2 separate regions of the Anser cygnoides genome follow, and region 2 is linked to region 1. The links are chromatin contacts, called in public Hi-C maps. All regions are on one chromosome and are shown on one strand. The core of a region is the stretch at or near the end of the contact, and the rest is flanking DNA. Distances in the headings are between cores, read along the strand shown. Region 1 holds the start of FBXL18 (F-box and leucine rich repeat protein 18). Region 2 overlaps RNF216 (ring finger protein 216).

Region 1 (7,592 bases), core at 2,055-4,554:
GAGGAGGAGGCGATGGCAGCCCCTGGGGAGGGAGCTGGTGGTGGGAGCGAGGGCAGGAAAAAGGCCAGGAGGCGAGAAGGGATGATGAGAGGGAAACGGGGCGCCAGTCCGTGAGTCTGCTCTCCTGCCTTCGGTCCTCCTGAAGCAGCCACTGACTGCTGTGGAAAAATGCGTTGAGACACAAAGAACTGGAGAGGCGGTGGTGGGGTGGTGGCGGAGAGGAGCGGCGAAACGCCCGGGGCCGAGAGGAGCTCAGGCAGGGAGACGAGCGGGTGCAGAGAGAGGGACAGCGATGGGCAGGGGAGGAGAGCTGATTTTACACGCTCCAAAGGGCAGAAAGCGAGGTTTTCTCTCGGTTAACACTTCGTGGGGTTTTCTTTTTCCCTTTCTCGCAGCTCTCTCGCTGCTCCTGGCGATCAGCCCCCTGGTAAAACGAGGCCGGGCATTTTGCAGCCTTTCCCGATGCTTCTCGGACGCGAGGCCGTGGTGTGCACAGCTCCTCCGCAGGCCGCTCCAGCAAGGCTCGGTTTATGCCTCCTTTGGGCCATTACATGCTGGAGAAAAGAATGCAGTGCCGGGCAGGGAAGCCTGCGAGCATTACTCACTGCTCCCGACTCCGGCAAGCAGGGGGGAGCCGGGTGGTTTCCTCTGAGGAACACCAGGCGCTGGAGAGGGAAGAATTTTATTTTTTTTTTAGCTGCAGCTTCTCCATCATTGTGTTTCGGAAGGCTCGGTTCACCCCTTGCCATTTCACAGGAGTGGGGAAATGCCGAGGGACCGGTCACAGGAAGGGCGGCGGAGGAGTTTATTTAGCCGTGTCCTGGCTCTTGAGGCCACCAGCAACAGGCGAGGCTCAGAGGAGAAGATGTGCAAGGAATGAGCAGTCAGGCTGCTGCCTCCTCCTCCTGTCCGGCACCCAAGGGAGCCAGGGGCTGTGCGGGCACCAGGAGGTTTGAAAAGACCACCAGGCCAGGCTGAGCTCCCCCGGTCCAGCTCAGCAGCCGCGATGTACCAGGATTTCTCCGGCTGCCCAGACAGCGGGGCTCGGCCAAGGATGGTTGCAAGCCACCCAGCCCTCTCTCGCTTCCCTTTAGCTGCCCAGGGGGAGCTGGCTCAGCTAAAGAGAGCTGAGCAAACGTGTTTTACGCCCTTTCTTCCCTTAGAGCTCCCAACTTTCGCTCCTGCTGGAGACAGTCGCTGGCACTTCACCTGCAATTAGCTGGTGACCTGGAAAGTCACCTCCCTGAGCCGCTTACGGAATCAAGCCACCACCAGGAATTAGTGATGTCCTTGGCAAAGGGGACGGCTGCAGCTCTCGGGATTTAGCCCTGAAGGGCCTCCTTGTGTGGTTGTCTCTGAGCCTTGTCGGGCAGCGCTGGCCAGAAACAGCCCCCCTGGTCAGGGGGGCCCCGTCCTCTCATTAGAGAACATGCGCTGCAGCACGCTGGCTGCATGCAAATGTCCCAGGAAGTCCCAGGGCATTCAAACACAACTCGTCTCCTCGTGGAAGTCCCCTCTGAGGGCACAAAGCCTCAGCTTCATAAAAAAAATGGGCTTTCCGAGGTGTCAGCTCGTGGATGGGACTGTGGCTGGAGGAGGAGGAGTTGTCCTGCTCTTTGAAGTTGGTCTTTGCAGAGGGATTGCTGACCCGGAGCCTGCCCTGACTTGCATTATACCCAGCTGTAATCTACTTTAGCAGGCCTTACCGCATTAAATCGTATCAAGCGCTGAAAACCACTTACGGCAGTGGAGACAGCAGTTCACCCAAGCACACCAAGTGCTCTGGCCACTGGGCTTTCGTCATGCTGACAAAAAAAATGAGCTGTACAGACTGTATCAGTGTTAAGAACCAGGGGAGAGAAATGACCCAAAAGTTTCCCTGAAGAAAAAAAAAATAATCACCAGATCAGTCCGGCCATGAACAGTTAAGAGATACTGTACAGGACACCGTATCTGGATATTAGCACCAGATTTGTTTGTTTGCCCTCTTGGACCGGGACAGCATGGTATGTGCTTGCCTTCTTTGGGCTAAGAAAACTGCATTAGTCATAGATGATCAAAGTCTGCTCTGAGACAGCCCAGCAGTGAAATGAACCTGTCTTCGTGGGAGGTTCCCATGTGCCAACACTGGGACGAGCGTTCCTGAACCAAGGTGCAGCAGGGAAGGTTTCTCCTCTCACCTGCTGGCCAAAACCATCAAGAGAAATGCCAGAGTTCAGCGTAGCTGTTTGCTTCCTTCCTCCTTTACAGCCCATCTGATGTCCTGCTGCCACCTGGTATTCAGCCTCGTGTCTTATCAACGCCGCCACATTGTTCATCGCTTGGTGGGCCATCAGTCGGAGCAGCTCCTCTTACAACTGCTGGGAGCCTGGGGAGGTTCTTTAACCTATCTCAGATCCCATTCGGGGCTGGCAACAGCCGTCTGGTCCACATACGCCCCAGGACTGGAGGGAACCCATGGCTAGTCCTAACGCAGGCTGCTCCAGTCAGTCTGGCTCTCCAGGCAGGGCTTTTACTCTGCTTACGGGCCCTGCTCTTGATCTTATTTACATTTGCGCTGGAAATGCAGGTCTTTCTCCACCCCGGTCTCTGCTTCCCCCGATGACTGCAAATACGGCAGGTTGGTATTCAGCCCAGATGTCAAACAAGTCAGTCCTGACTGCAGGGCCTCTGGATTTAATTTGACATTATCTTCTATTTAACTGAAACACATGACAAACAAAGCAGGTACCGATTCTCTTATTGAGGCTCTCCCTCATCTAAGGGCTAAGAGGGGGTTTCCTCTCCAAGTCCAGACCCTGCTCACGGGCCTGGAAGCAAAACAGGTAATCAAGACCTGAGGCACTCGATATTTCTAAGCCAAAACGCCAATCCACCACTAATCTCATTCATGGCCATAAATGGCAACAATCAACCAGGAAGAAAGCAGCAACCTATTCATCTTCCTTTGTGGGTCATCTTTAAAACACATTTTCTATGAACAAAATTCCCCAAGCACACACGTAACTGGAAATTCCAGCGCTCTAGTCCTGTCTGTACTTGAGATTTGGGAAGAGGAGCTAACAGCAGGAGTGCTGAGCCAGCGGGTCCCAGTGGACGTTGCTCTATGCAATGGCTGCGCTCGCAGCACCCCCGGGTGACTTCTGCACGGCCCCCTGTGTGGAATTTGCCTCACACCTGCTGCCGGGGTGAGGAGATTCAGCCTCGTCAGAGCCCAGGTTACGTTCATTGCATAAATGAGCAGTGAGGCTGAAGCCAGCTGGTTTATATAAGGGTTTTGTGGTGCGGGTGGATGCTTTGGAGGGAAGGGGTAGTAGTGATGGCCCCCCTCTCTCATTAGGATCAAGTCCTTCAGTGCTCAGGGTGTCACCCCAAGCTGCTCCCAGCCTACAAAACCACTATGGACAGGGACAGGATCATTTGCCCGCTGCCTGCGCTGAAGAGCAGGGCACTAATCCAGCAAATGCCCCGGAGGCTGCAAAATACCCCGCTGGGGTGGCCGGCCAAGCCCTCCGTGCCCCGTGTGCTGCTGCCGGCTGAGTCACGGCTCGGCGCAGGGCGGATTTTCATTCTGGGAGCAGCCTCAAGGTTTCGTGGGGCGCGGGCCTGGCGTGAGTCAGCCGCTGAGGTGGCGGAGGAGACCGAGAGGAGACACCGAGAGGCTGCCCTCCTCGCTCGGCTCCCAACACCTCAGCACCACCAGAGTCAGGCAGAGGTGAAGAAACCCGCTGCATGCAGCGGGACCGTGCTTAATTTAACCTCAGGGCCGAGCCCTGCAAGCCGGGGACCGAGCCCCGCATCCTCCGTCAGGGGGGCAGCGCCCAGCCGCCACCCCCAGCATGGCGGCGCCGCGCTCAAGATGGCGGCGGGCGGCGGCCGCGCCCTCCCCGCGCTCCCGCCTCAAGATGGCGGCGCGGGGCGGCGGAGGAGTGGCGAGCCGCGGAAGCCGGGTCATGGCAGCGCCGGAAGAACCGTGCGGCGGCCGGGCCGGCGGGGAGCCAGGCCGGGAGGCGGCGGGTTTGAGCGGTGCCCGGTGCGGCGGGGCCGCCGCCATGTTCCGCTGTGGAGAGGTGAGGTGTGGAGGGGCTGCTCCCCGTCCTCCGTCCCTCCGAGCGCCGGTTAACCGCGGCCGGCCCCGGGATGGGGGAAGCCGGGCTCCCCTCAGGGGTTGGGGGTGAGGTGAGCGGGGCTGGAGCCGGCCCCGGGGGTGAGGGGGCTCCCCGCGGGGCTGGGCTGAGCACCCGGTCCTGAGGGGTCGCCCTCCTGGAGGGATGCTCTGTGGGGTTTTCTGGGTGATGCGACGTGGCACCAGAGCACCCCCTTCCCCTTTAGGGGCTGGCGCTGCGTTAATTTCCACTCGAGCTTCATTAAAAGCAGGGTTTAAGTCCAAAACCACCAGCTCGGTGCGATGGGGGTGGGCTGGGGGCCAGGCAGGGGCCTCTTGGGTGGTGATGGAGGGATCGCGGGGTGAGGGAGCAAAAGGGGTGCTTGAGGGGAGCACAGCCATCGGTGGTCGAGGTTTGGCACAGTTACGGCGTGACGTGTTGCAGAAGAGCTAGGGGTAGTCTGATACTGGGCTGCAGGCTGATTATTTCTTGATACATATGAACGGTTACGTAACTTGTAAGGTTATTGGAATGGATTGCTCTTAGGGGAAAGATGTGGGAAGGGATTGCTGGGTTATATTCTGAAAGAATCAGGGAGTGACGCTTTTCCAGTTGCAAAATCAGTAGCAGAAGAAGAATGAAGGTAAATGTTTTATTTCTTAAGCAGTCCACAGCAAAAGAGTGACTGAAGATACTGTGGCTTTGCGTGAAGTTTTGCACTACCTCAGTTTTGTCTTTTAAGGGAGAGGTTTTGGCTTCTCAAGGCGGGTGGGAGTATTTAACAATTCAAGTGGTTCTGTTTTATCTCACTTTATAAATCTCGCTTTATAAATCCTTCTGAGACACAGGGTATCCGTTTTCTCACAAGCTTTGCTGAAGTCTGTGAACTGGTAGCTTTTCTTTTTTTCTTTTTTTTTCTCTTTCAGGAGCTTGTAAGTGGGGAGAGCGAGGAGGAAAATAATGGTGTCAACCTGATGGAGTTCTCGGATGAGATCCTTTTGCACATCCTAAGCTACGTCCCTTGCACAGACCTTGTCCTGAATGTCAGGAAAACCTGCAGGAAACTCGCGACGCTTTGCCTTGACAAGAGTCTAACCCATACAGTCTTACTTCAGAAAGACTATAAGGTGGGGAGAGTAGCTTGCTTCTTCTGTTAGCTGTGAAGACAAGTCTGACTTCTGAAAAAATGCCAAGAAATAGAACACTTCAGTGTGTCTGCATAAATGTCGTGCTCTTGAACTCTGAAAAAAAAAAAAAAACAAATAAACAATAAACTGTTTTTATAAAAGCATTTGTTTTGCAGAATGCTTTGTTAGGACAGCTCTGTGCTCCCTTAGTTAGTTTTCACTGATGGTATTTTATATATTTTCTCTGTTCCTGGAGGCTAAAATGAAAGTAAACTTGACTTGCCATTTATAGCTGCTTTTGACTATGGTTGTATGAAGATACCATTTTCCCAAAATATATTTTCCATGTTGTTGTGCAAAGAAATCTATATGAGCAGAAAAACTTGTGCATGTTGCTGTCAGGCATGCAGTCAGCTAAGCCAGAAAATGTATATGAGTTGTGACAAAAATAAAGCTTAGGAAGAAGGGTGATACGTGTTATGAGGACTGTATCGCCAAGCGTAAGCTTCTCTTCTTCATTTCCAAAAGAAAGCGGATGAAGGAGAATGAAAGCGTTCTTTTAATTTGAGTCTCCATAGGTGGATAATTCTGCTGAAATAGTTTTGCTGTTAGAAAAATGGAGATTGTCTTCCGTTCCGCTATCAGCTGCTGAACAGATTTTGGCCTCGCAGTCAGTAATGCAGAACTGCACAGACTGAGAAGCTAAAGGGAGGGTAATCTTAGGAGGCCAAAGCATGGCAGATTAAGTGATGCTTTAATGGTTCTTAGGCTGTGCTAGTGTTCCAAGGCCCTGGGATGAACCACATAATCTAAGTGCTAGCCAGTGTCATCCCCATTTTCAGATGGGAAACTGAGTCAGTGCACACTTGCCATATATCTCATTGAATCTGGTTTTGTTTGAGTACAGGTAAACAAAGACAAAGTGAAGCAACTGATGAGGGATATCGGAAAAGAGATTTACCAGCTGAACATGGCTGGGTGCTATTGGCTGCCCAGCTCCACTATTGATCATGTAATACGATGCAAGAACCTGGTAAAACTGAACTTGTCTGGGTGCCACATCACTTCTCTCCGCCTCTCAAAGATGCTGTCCGCGCTCCAGCACCTGCGCTCCCTGGCGATAGATGTAAACCCGGGTTTCGATGCCAGTCAGCTAAGCAGTGAGTGTAAAGCCACTCTTAGCCGCGTCTCGGAATTGAAGCAAACCCTTTACACTCCGTCATACGGTGTTGTTCCGTGCTGCACTAGCCTTGAGAAACTGCTGCTTTATTTTGAGATCCTTGATCGCTCGCGAGAAGGTTTTATGCTCTCTGGGCAGCTAATGGTAGGGGAGAGCAACGTGCCCCATTACCAGAACCTTCGCGTCTTCTATGCCAGGCTGGCTCCTGGCTACGTTAATCAGGAGGTGGTGAGGCTGTACTTGGCGGTGCTAAGTGATCGGACACCTGAGAACCTGCACGCCTTCCTTATTTCTGCCCCTGGTAGTTTCGCTGAGACGGGAGCCACTAAAAACCTCCTGGACTCCATGGCTCGAAATGTACGCCTGGATGCTTTACAGTTGCCCAAAGCTTGGATTAACGGCTCTGGGCTCCTGCAACACTTGAAGTTCAACAACCCTTTCTACTTCAGCTTTAGCCGATGCACCTTATCTGGTGGTCACCTGATCCAGAGAGTTATTAACGGTGGGAAGGATCTTAAAAGCTTGACCAGTCTGAACCTCAGTGGCTGTGTTCACTGTCTGGCTCCAGAGTCCTTGTTCCGAAAAGCAGAAGACGACATTGACAGTAGCATTCTGGAAAGCCTGGTAGTGTCGTGCTGCAACCTGAGACACCTCAACCTCTCCGCAGCTCACCACCACAGCTCGGAAAGCGTAGGGAATCATTTGTGCCAGCTTCTGTCCAGGCTAAAGTACCTACTCTCGCTAGCACTACCAGTTTGTTCCATCACGGACGTTGCTGCAAACATGGAAAAGCCTCCCACGCAGTCTAATGCGGTGCCCCAAACGTTTGGAAAGAAAGTCCGGGTGGGCATACAGACGTACCCGAGGAACTTAACGGACCAGGCAAATCAGAAGATAGAGTCTTCGGTGTTCTGGACTCTGATGGGAAGTCTCCGATTTTTGGAAACCTTGGAAATAATAGGGTCCAGTTTTTCCTCTGCCATGCCCCGCAACGAGCCAGCCATTCGGAACTCGTTGCCTCCTTGCGTCCGGGCACAAAGTGTGGGGGATTCGGAGGTGGCTGCCATTAGCCAATTGACTTACTTGCAGAGCCTCACCTTAGCACAGCTGCCAAATATTATTACTGGTTCTGGGCTCGTTAGCATCGGATTGCAGTGCCAGCATTTGCGGACTCTTTCG
Region 2 (7,592 bases), core at 3,597-6,096, 74 kb before region 1:
ACGGTCAGCTCTGCCGCGTGGCCTTTACAAGTTAGCTGCTGCGTAGTGCAAATCCTCGCGAAAACCACAGGCTGCAGAGCCCTTTGGAAAAGGACCGCTGCTCTGCATCGGACCACGGTCAGCCCAAACAAGCTGCCTGCCTGGCACGCAGGAGGCACGCTGGCCTTCCATGGGCAATGAGAACTTTTGTTCAGCAGCAGCTGAGGCATCGACACCAAAGCTGGAATCTCCTTTCTTTTATTTCTCTGCTGTATTTGGGGGCGAGGGGGAGGGCAGCTTCCAGGTGATCCAGTCGAGGATGCAGCCTTGTGCAGTGCTACCGGGAGGCTCGTGTGCCTTACGGATGGTGAAGCTGCTGCTGTTGAGGGAGTTACCACCTCTGCTGGAGAAGATTCCCTGGCCTTGGAAGCACGAGGAGATGCTGGGCTGCCTACTGAAATCCAGCCCTCTGTTGTAGGTCCAGAGTACACGTAATAAAAAGCTTCAGCAGAGCCACAGGTTAAGGTACACCATGAGTAGTGCGATAATCAGCCTTACATGTTTGGCAGTAGATGGGCAGGCACGGGCTGGTCTCTGCAGAAGATCCCCTGGAGAGATGAACCTTCAGCATGCGTCAGGTGTGGGTACCATTGACCTCTGAGACATTAGTAATGGAGAAACACGGGCGTAAAGTGGTGAGGCAGCAACTTTACGGGGGAAAGGGAAGGTGAAACAAGTTTTCTTCTGGTTTAGTAAAAAGTCTCCTCTGTGTGTCATTTGGCATTTGCATATAATCTGCTAATTAGGCATGACTGACTCACCCACCATTTCCACCTGAAAGGCATGATGTGTTTTGAAGAACACAGTTTATAATCTCAGTAGGCCAGCGTTTCTTCTCTTCCTCCTCCTCCCCCTTCCAGTGCCCCCCAAAATGCATTCCCGTACTGCTTTTAACCTTCAAGCCTCTTTTCTTCTGCTCTCTCTCTGTTACTACTCTTGCATTATTAATGGGGCTCTCGCAATCCAGCCAGAACACTGACATTACTAATTACTACTTGTAGCAGAGGAGCGAGGAGCAAGGTAGAAACTGGGTCAGGAAATGTTGTCGTCATAATACGACAGTATCAGAACTGCGGAGCAGAACTCTTCGTATGAGCAGGGTTGAGATGGAGACGTGGGACCTCCTTGCTCCCTTGCTGCACGCCGATGAGACGACCAGCTTGCACCCGCGAGTGTTAACGGAGCTGTAATTTGCAGGAGCTGAGGAATGGAGTGGGTAAAATGTTGTGTTCCGATCGTGCCTTGAGCATCACAAAATTCACGCGTTGCTGGTAGTATAGTGCGGAGCCCCTTCTCCTGTTGGTATCAAAGGGGAAGGAGGCGTCAGTGGCTGTGTTTGTGTTTGCATTCAGCGAGGGCCTGCCCGTCATACTCGCTGCATTCAGATTGTCCTTGGCAGCACCAAGGGCATCCTGCAGCAGCAAACGGCTCTCGTGCTCTGTGTAAGAGAATATGGCTGCTGTGAAATCAGAATGAGAACGTTATTTGGGGGATGCAGCAATTAACCCACAAATAGTGGGTGGTTGTAAACATAAAGAATTGCCTGCCTGTCCTGCTCCTGGCTGGTGGAGCTGGGCCGTGTCCCTCCGCTGGGCAGAGCATCCACGTAGGAACCTGGCGTCCCCGGGAGGCATTGCTGCGAGCAGTTGTGCCGTCATGTTAGCTCGCTCCTTGAGCGAGGGGCAAGAGTGAAAAGGGGAGTGCCACTTACTGCAAAATGTGTCGTCTCTTATGGGAAGTGACAGCTTAAAGGAAGTAATCTCTTTAAATTAATGCTTTCCTTGCTCACTTCTTTGAAATGGTTAAAAGAGCTAAATATGTATGTCAGTAATAGAACACAAATACAACATTTTGTGCGTGCTGGCAAAAGAATGAAGTCCCTCTCCCCCAAAAGATCCTTTAAAAAATAATAATCTGAAGTCTAATCTTTCCCAGAACCATTACATTGCCCTTGCAGGATGGGAGGCTCGTATAAGCCTGCTTGCCAAGCCTATACAAGCGAGCCTGTGATGAGAGGCTGAGAGCTTGTCCCTGGGGGAGATGGCGAACTCGAGGTGGCAAACTCTTGGAGAGGAGGGAAGGGGCTGTGCGTTTCTTCCTTCCCTGCGCTGCTGGTAGCAGCAAAGCTGCTTTTCTTACATCCTGGTAGTATCCAACACACGGCAGCCCGCTGTGGCCACGCGTGTGCAGCAAGTGCGGATGCTGCTGCTTTTGGAAGAATACAGGAAGGCACCAAAGCGACTCGTGCAGTCCCTGCTAGGCTGCTGTGCCTCCAGATCGACCAGCAGCGTGCCCCAGTCTCAGCAAAGCCCGGGGGCCAGCACGTGAGCAGCACGAGTCCCTCTGAAGTCAGACGGCAGCTCTCCCAAAGCGAGCGAGATGTTGGGGCTGGGTGGACTCGACAATATCCCCTTTCAAAGATTATCCTCCAGACTGTCCTGGTCGGGCACCGCCTTCGGCATCTGCCTTAGTCTTTTGTAAGGATGAACAGTATTTAAAAGAGACTGGCTACTCTAATCTGTGCTCTGCAGGCTCAAAAGTCTGTCCTGATGTGGCTGGCCAACTTTATTTTCCTAACTGTCGATTGTACTTGTAGGGCTTTGCATGTATTTTGTCTGGGCTGTTGATGGAGCTACCTTGAAGCCAGCCCAAAACAGAGCTTTGCTAGTGCAGCTTTGGGTATTTAGGGAGGGCAGACGTTCCCTTTAAGTACAAGCTGATGATGGGCAGTGATTTCGACCACGTTTTTAATAAAGCCATTGTGGAGCTGAAGAGGTCTAAAGTTTACGACCCCAGTATTCTTTTCAAAAGGTAAGTACTGACTTGCCATTAAAATCGAGCGTTGTCAGTAAAGCAAATGCTTTCTCTACCCAAAATTTCATGTGCACGTATTTAATTAAAAGGTGACAGGGTTAATGAAGCTTTGAGTGCATATGGCCTCATTCCCTGAATTTAATTTTCTTTAATTGCTCCAGAGATTGAAATTCCCAGCTATGGTTGTCTCCTAACATGTGAATTAAGGACCTGGAAAGGAACAATCTCACTCGGTGCCAGCCTCTTCCTCATCTGCTGATTTTTACTCTTTCATTGAAAGAGGATTAGATAAAAATGCCTTTCTTAAATCACTGTTCTAGCTTCGTGGTGGATTTGGCTGATCTGAGAGCTGCTGACACCTTGGACGCTGGGAAGGAGGTGAAAAGTGGGGTGTTCTTGCAAATTGTGTCACTTGTCCCTAAGATATTAGAGGAGACTGAGAGCAAGTCACTTTTTTCTCTTCCTACCCTTAATACCCACCATCACGTTCAGCATCACTGGGGTTAAGTTGACTGAATTGCAAAGCCAGAACCCAAATCAAGCCGGTCTTCGTTGGCAGTCTTTAAAAAAAGACATTTTTAAAGCACTGCGGTGTTTTAAAATAAAATTGAGGGAGGAAGGTTGTTTTGGGGTGGATTTTGTGTTTGTTTGCGGGAGCTTTCGGACAGCGGCTTTAGTGCCTAAGACCTCTGTGAGAATCCGGGTCCTTTGTGGTCCTCGCGTGCTAAGTGCAGTGCGAGCTCACGGCCCGAGCCCTGCAGAGCTCGGTAAAAGGACAAAAAGCTGAAACTCAGCAAAGCTACGTACCGGCGACATGATCGGTGCTGGGAAGAGCAGATCATGTTCCTGCCTTCGTTAAAATAAAAACTTACGACCCATGAGGAGTGGCCCCGTATGTGGCCGTCTATTTGTGACGGATGCTGCCGAATGTTCCAAGGCTACTCTACGTTTTTGTGTGGCCTTGTGGGCTTGTTAACAGCTATAGCCCTGGCTAAATGGTTTAATAGAAAAGGAAGCTTCCAACAGCAGACGTTGGGGTTAATTTAATGCACATCTAATACTAGACCAGTGGGAGCAACAAGCGTTTTAGGGGTTTGCCACAGCTTTGACTCCTTTCGGAGGTCTGAGCTGCCCGAAATCTTTGGGAAAATGTAGCAGCACCCACTTGATCTGGTGGAGGCTTGTCGTAAGTGGCCGGCACGTGGCTCTGATAAGTGCATGAGGGGGTATTGGAGAGCCGCCAGGCCTTCCCGGTAAGAAGTCGGGGGCTGCTGGTAGGCTGTGGTGGGTAAGTTGGTGGCTGGGGTGCGTTTTGGGGCTGGGAGGGTGGTTTTGGACGAGCTGTGCTTCGTGCTCAGGAAGGTGTCAGGTCTCTCCCTTGCTGTGGGAAGGTGCCCCAGCATCAGAGGCAGGCAGTGGGGACACGAGGGTCGGTTTGGTACCCAGCACCCTGCCATGAAGTGTTTGGGGAGGCAGCACAGAGAGACACCCTCGAAGCGGGAGCTCTAACGTGCCTTAATCAGCCGTGTCCATTGAATTTCTACCTAAACACGTGAATCCATAAAGCAGCTGGGGTTAAAATACTGAATTCCTTTCTGATGTGCCTTAATCCTTCCTCACTTCTCCCCCCAGTGAGCCTGTGCATCTTCAGCTGGAGTCAGCACAAATCCTCCTTGCTGAAGCTCGCCCTTCTCCCGGCCTTAAGCAAACCACCTCCTTCGCTACCGCCTAACTCCTCTCCTCCACCTCGATGCTTGAAGCGACCCCTGCCCTGCCAAATAACTCGGGGCCAGCTCGGCCAGGAGGGCCGGGGCCTGGCCTGTGCGTGGCCGCTCCTCCCGCCGCGGGCTCGGGGAGCAGAGGTGATGCTTAAGTGGTCTCGGTGCTGCTACCAGTGTAAACAGAGCAGCTGTTTTTCCCCGAGCCAGGGGAGCATTAATGGAATGCGCTGGCCCGGGCTGATGTAAAACATCGCCGCGCGTTTCGGGGATGAGGTCAGCGGCACTGCGAGCTGATGGGAGTTTAATGTCGAGTCTGCCTCTCGAAGCAGAGGGGTCAACCGAGAGAGCTGCGGCTAATGGAAACGCAAGTACACTTGTCATAAATCACTGCCAAAATCCTGAACGGGCAGAGCTGCCGCGGTATCCTGCGGCCAGCGATGTTTCTGTAACCAGCCATTAGCTGTTCGGAGGCTGCCTTCCTCTCCGGGTGCTTTTAGTGTCAGTGCTTGACTTTAAAAGGGCCAAGGAGAGGCTGGGAACGGAAGGCTTAAGGGAAGCGTTACCTCCAAGTGCTGGGAGAGCGCTGCTTCGCCAGCTGCTTCTGTGCCTTTGCGGGGCCCCTTAGTTACTGCTGCCCATCCTGTTGGGAAATGGTAGGAGGGCGGCTGAGAGCTCGGTTTAAACAAGTCGTCCTTCTGGTAAAATGGGATCGGCCGCGTTGCTGCTGCGAGGTTGCTAGGAACTCCCAAGGCACGCAGGAAAGTGTTGAGGGGCCGGAAGCAAAGCGCACTTGGCACCGTTCAGGGATCATATGGCTCTTAAAAACAAACAAATCTCGTAAAAAAGTAAAGAGCAGCATTTTTCTAGACAATGAGAAGTCAGTTTGCCTTCCCGACCAACCAGCATATTTCCCGTAAAGCTGGACGCTGTAACCTACCATTTGCCAACAAGATAAGATGGTTGTATTTGTTCAGTGATTTATCCTCTGTGAAGCTAATCTGAAAGAATGCTTTATTGCTCTATTTATTTTTTCAAAAGAGGCTTCTTTGACCTCCTTTTTTTTTTTTTTCTGTTGGAAGCATGCATGCCTTTAAGCCAAATCTCAAAGCCCAGTTGAAATTGGGGTCTGTCTTTGGGGATGCTGCTGAAAACGCAATATCTGTGGGCTGTTAGTGGCGAAGATGCCATTCAGAAACAGAGGTGAGCATCCCTCCCCAAGGCCTTTTCTGTATTGAAAAGCCTCGCCGCGATACAGCCTCGTACAAACCAACAAGGCCGGTCGGCAGCTGGAGGTTTTTTCCTTTCTGGGTCCTCCTTGAAGGGCAGAGGTTAAAACAAAGCAGATGCTCTCACGGCGTCTGTGCTCTCCTGCTAAGAGGCAGTCGCTGTAAGAGGCCCTGCCGTGTGAAATGAGGATGCTGCCTCCTGTTTGCAAGTGGTCGCTGGGGAGGGCGAGGGGGAAGGTCTGCAAGAGATGGTCCCCTGGAGAGAGAGGGGTGTTGGTGGTGTTACTGCGTTACCTTCACCCTGAAGTTTGTGTGTGCAATTATCCACGTACGTAAAGTCTGGAAGCGCCTCGTTAGGGCGCGCTCTCCCCAAACAAGGGAAAGGATTGCAGCGATCGGAGCGGCCTGCTGCGAGAGGGATGGATCTCAGGTAGCTGCAACCCGTGCCAGTTTGTTTGCTGGTAGCTGGCTACTGCTACTATATTTAGGTTCTTCTCGCCTCCCAGGACGAAGGCATTGAACCTTGCTAGATATGGAGATAGGCACAACACCAAGGAGCTCTAAACAACGGCCTGCCAGCGTCCCAGCTCTGCGGTTGTTGTTTTCAGGCTGGGTCCTTGCCGTTCCCGTGTTTGGGGTTGAGCTGTGCTGGCGAGGAGAGGGTAGTTAGATGAGGTTATGTGAACGAGACTTGTTTTTGTAGCTGTTCCGTCTGCCCTCGAAACCTGGTGTGTTTTTCAAGCAAAGCTTCCTGGGGAGTATTTGGTTATCCTGTGACTCCCAGCCCTTTGTGGCGCGTTTCAGGTGTGCAGAGCAAAGAGCAGACACTGCAGGAGTCATCGGGTAACTCGGCGGGGTTGTACCACAAACAACTATTCAGATGCTTTCAGAGGCAGCTTTGTTTTACTGTGAGATCCCCGTCTTGAATAATTCTGACCTACCCGTGTAATTAAATGAAGCATTTTTTTTTTCATCCTGGAACTTTATTCTGGTTGCAGCTGTTGTACGAGCTATAGATTTCTAGATTTGTGTCAGAAAACCATGACTTCAGACCGCTGGGATTTTTGTGGGTGGGTGAAAGTGATAACAGATTAATGAGTTTTGCTTAGCATCTCCATCTGCCAGACTAAACCATGTTCTGCACAGGAGACTTAACCCAGCTGTTTGAGCTGGTCCTCTAAAAGCAAAGCGCCATTTACTGAGTCAAAGCTGACCCCTAAGCGCGGAAAACAAGCATTGCTCTTAAAGTGGCCTTCTGAAAGTCAGTGCCTTGTACATAATTACACTTGCTTTCCTTTTCCTGGTCCAATGTGATGAACTCAAAGCATGCAAACGAGGAATAGTAACGAGCACACGGAGAAATGCAGGTGATTCCCTGAGGACTAGGTAGAAGCCCCAGATGCTCACCAAACACGTGGGTCAGGTTCCTTGCCTGCAATTTGAACTCATCGCTGTGACGCTTGTGATTGCCTTCCCTATGCTTTACCTCCATAAGTAGATAAATTAAAACACGTCGTGTAAAATCAGTTATCTCAGCCCCGGTGCGGACAGCCTGTACCAGGAGAAGATGACTGAGAAGCACTAGCTGTGCACAGCCCCACGTGTGAGAGCAGACGTGCTCTCTCCAATTGCACTTGGCTCAAATCTCTGTCGTTGCGAGGGGCAGCCTGAAAGTCCAGCTGCGAGCAGAGCCAGGGTGAGGAATGAGATGACCGGATCAGGGAAAAGCTGCTGCGCATTAGTTGTGGCTGTTAGCTTGTCTATTCCCTCCTGTGAGCTTTGGAAGCTAAAT

The links. A called contact is a pair of places that touch in the nucleus more often than the background predicts.
Region 2: a contact with region 1 is called in a Hi-C map of fetal liver, with 1.6 times the contacts expected there. The contact joins the enhancer-like site here to the promoter of FBXL18 in region 1. A contact is called at or near these places in 5 of 7 Hi-C or Micro-C datasets (fetal liver, granulosa cells and liver).

The regions. Positions count from the first base shown.
Region 1 is chr15:3,994,288-4,001,879 of Taihu_goose_T2T_genome, forward strand. It overlaps FBXL18 (F-box and leucine rich repeat protein 18), which reads left to right and starts at 3,305. Exons shown (of 5, transcript XM_048061830.2): 1 at 3,305-4,070; 2 at 5,033-5,233; 3 at 6,141-7,592. The coding sequence starts at 3,840.
Region 2 is chr15:3,918,640-3,926,231 of Taihu_goose_T2T_genome, forward strand. All of the region lies in intron 13 of RNF216 (ring finger protein 216), which reads left to right. Among named protein-coding and RNA genes, the nearest start is that of RNF216, 39 kb to the left of the region's middle. Within about 2 kb of position 4,847, at least 2 of the 3 cell types and tissues checked have open chromatin away from gene starts, as enhancers often do. A contact at or near this core is called in fetal liver, where this site is marked.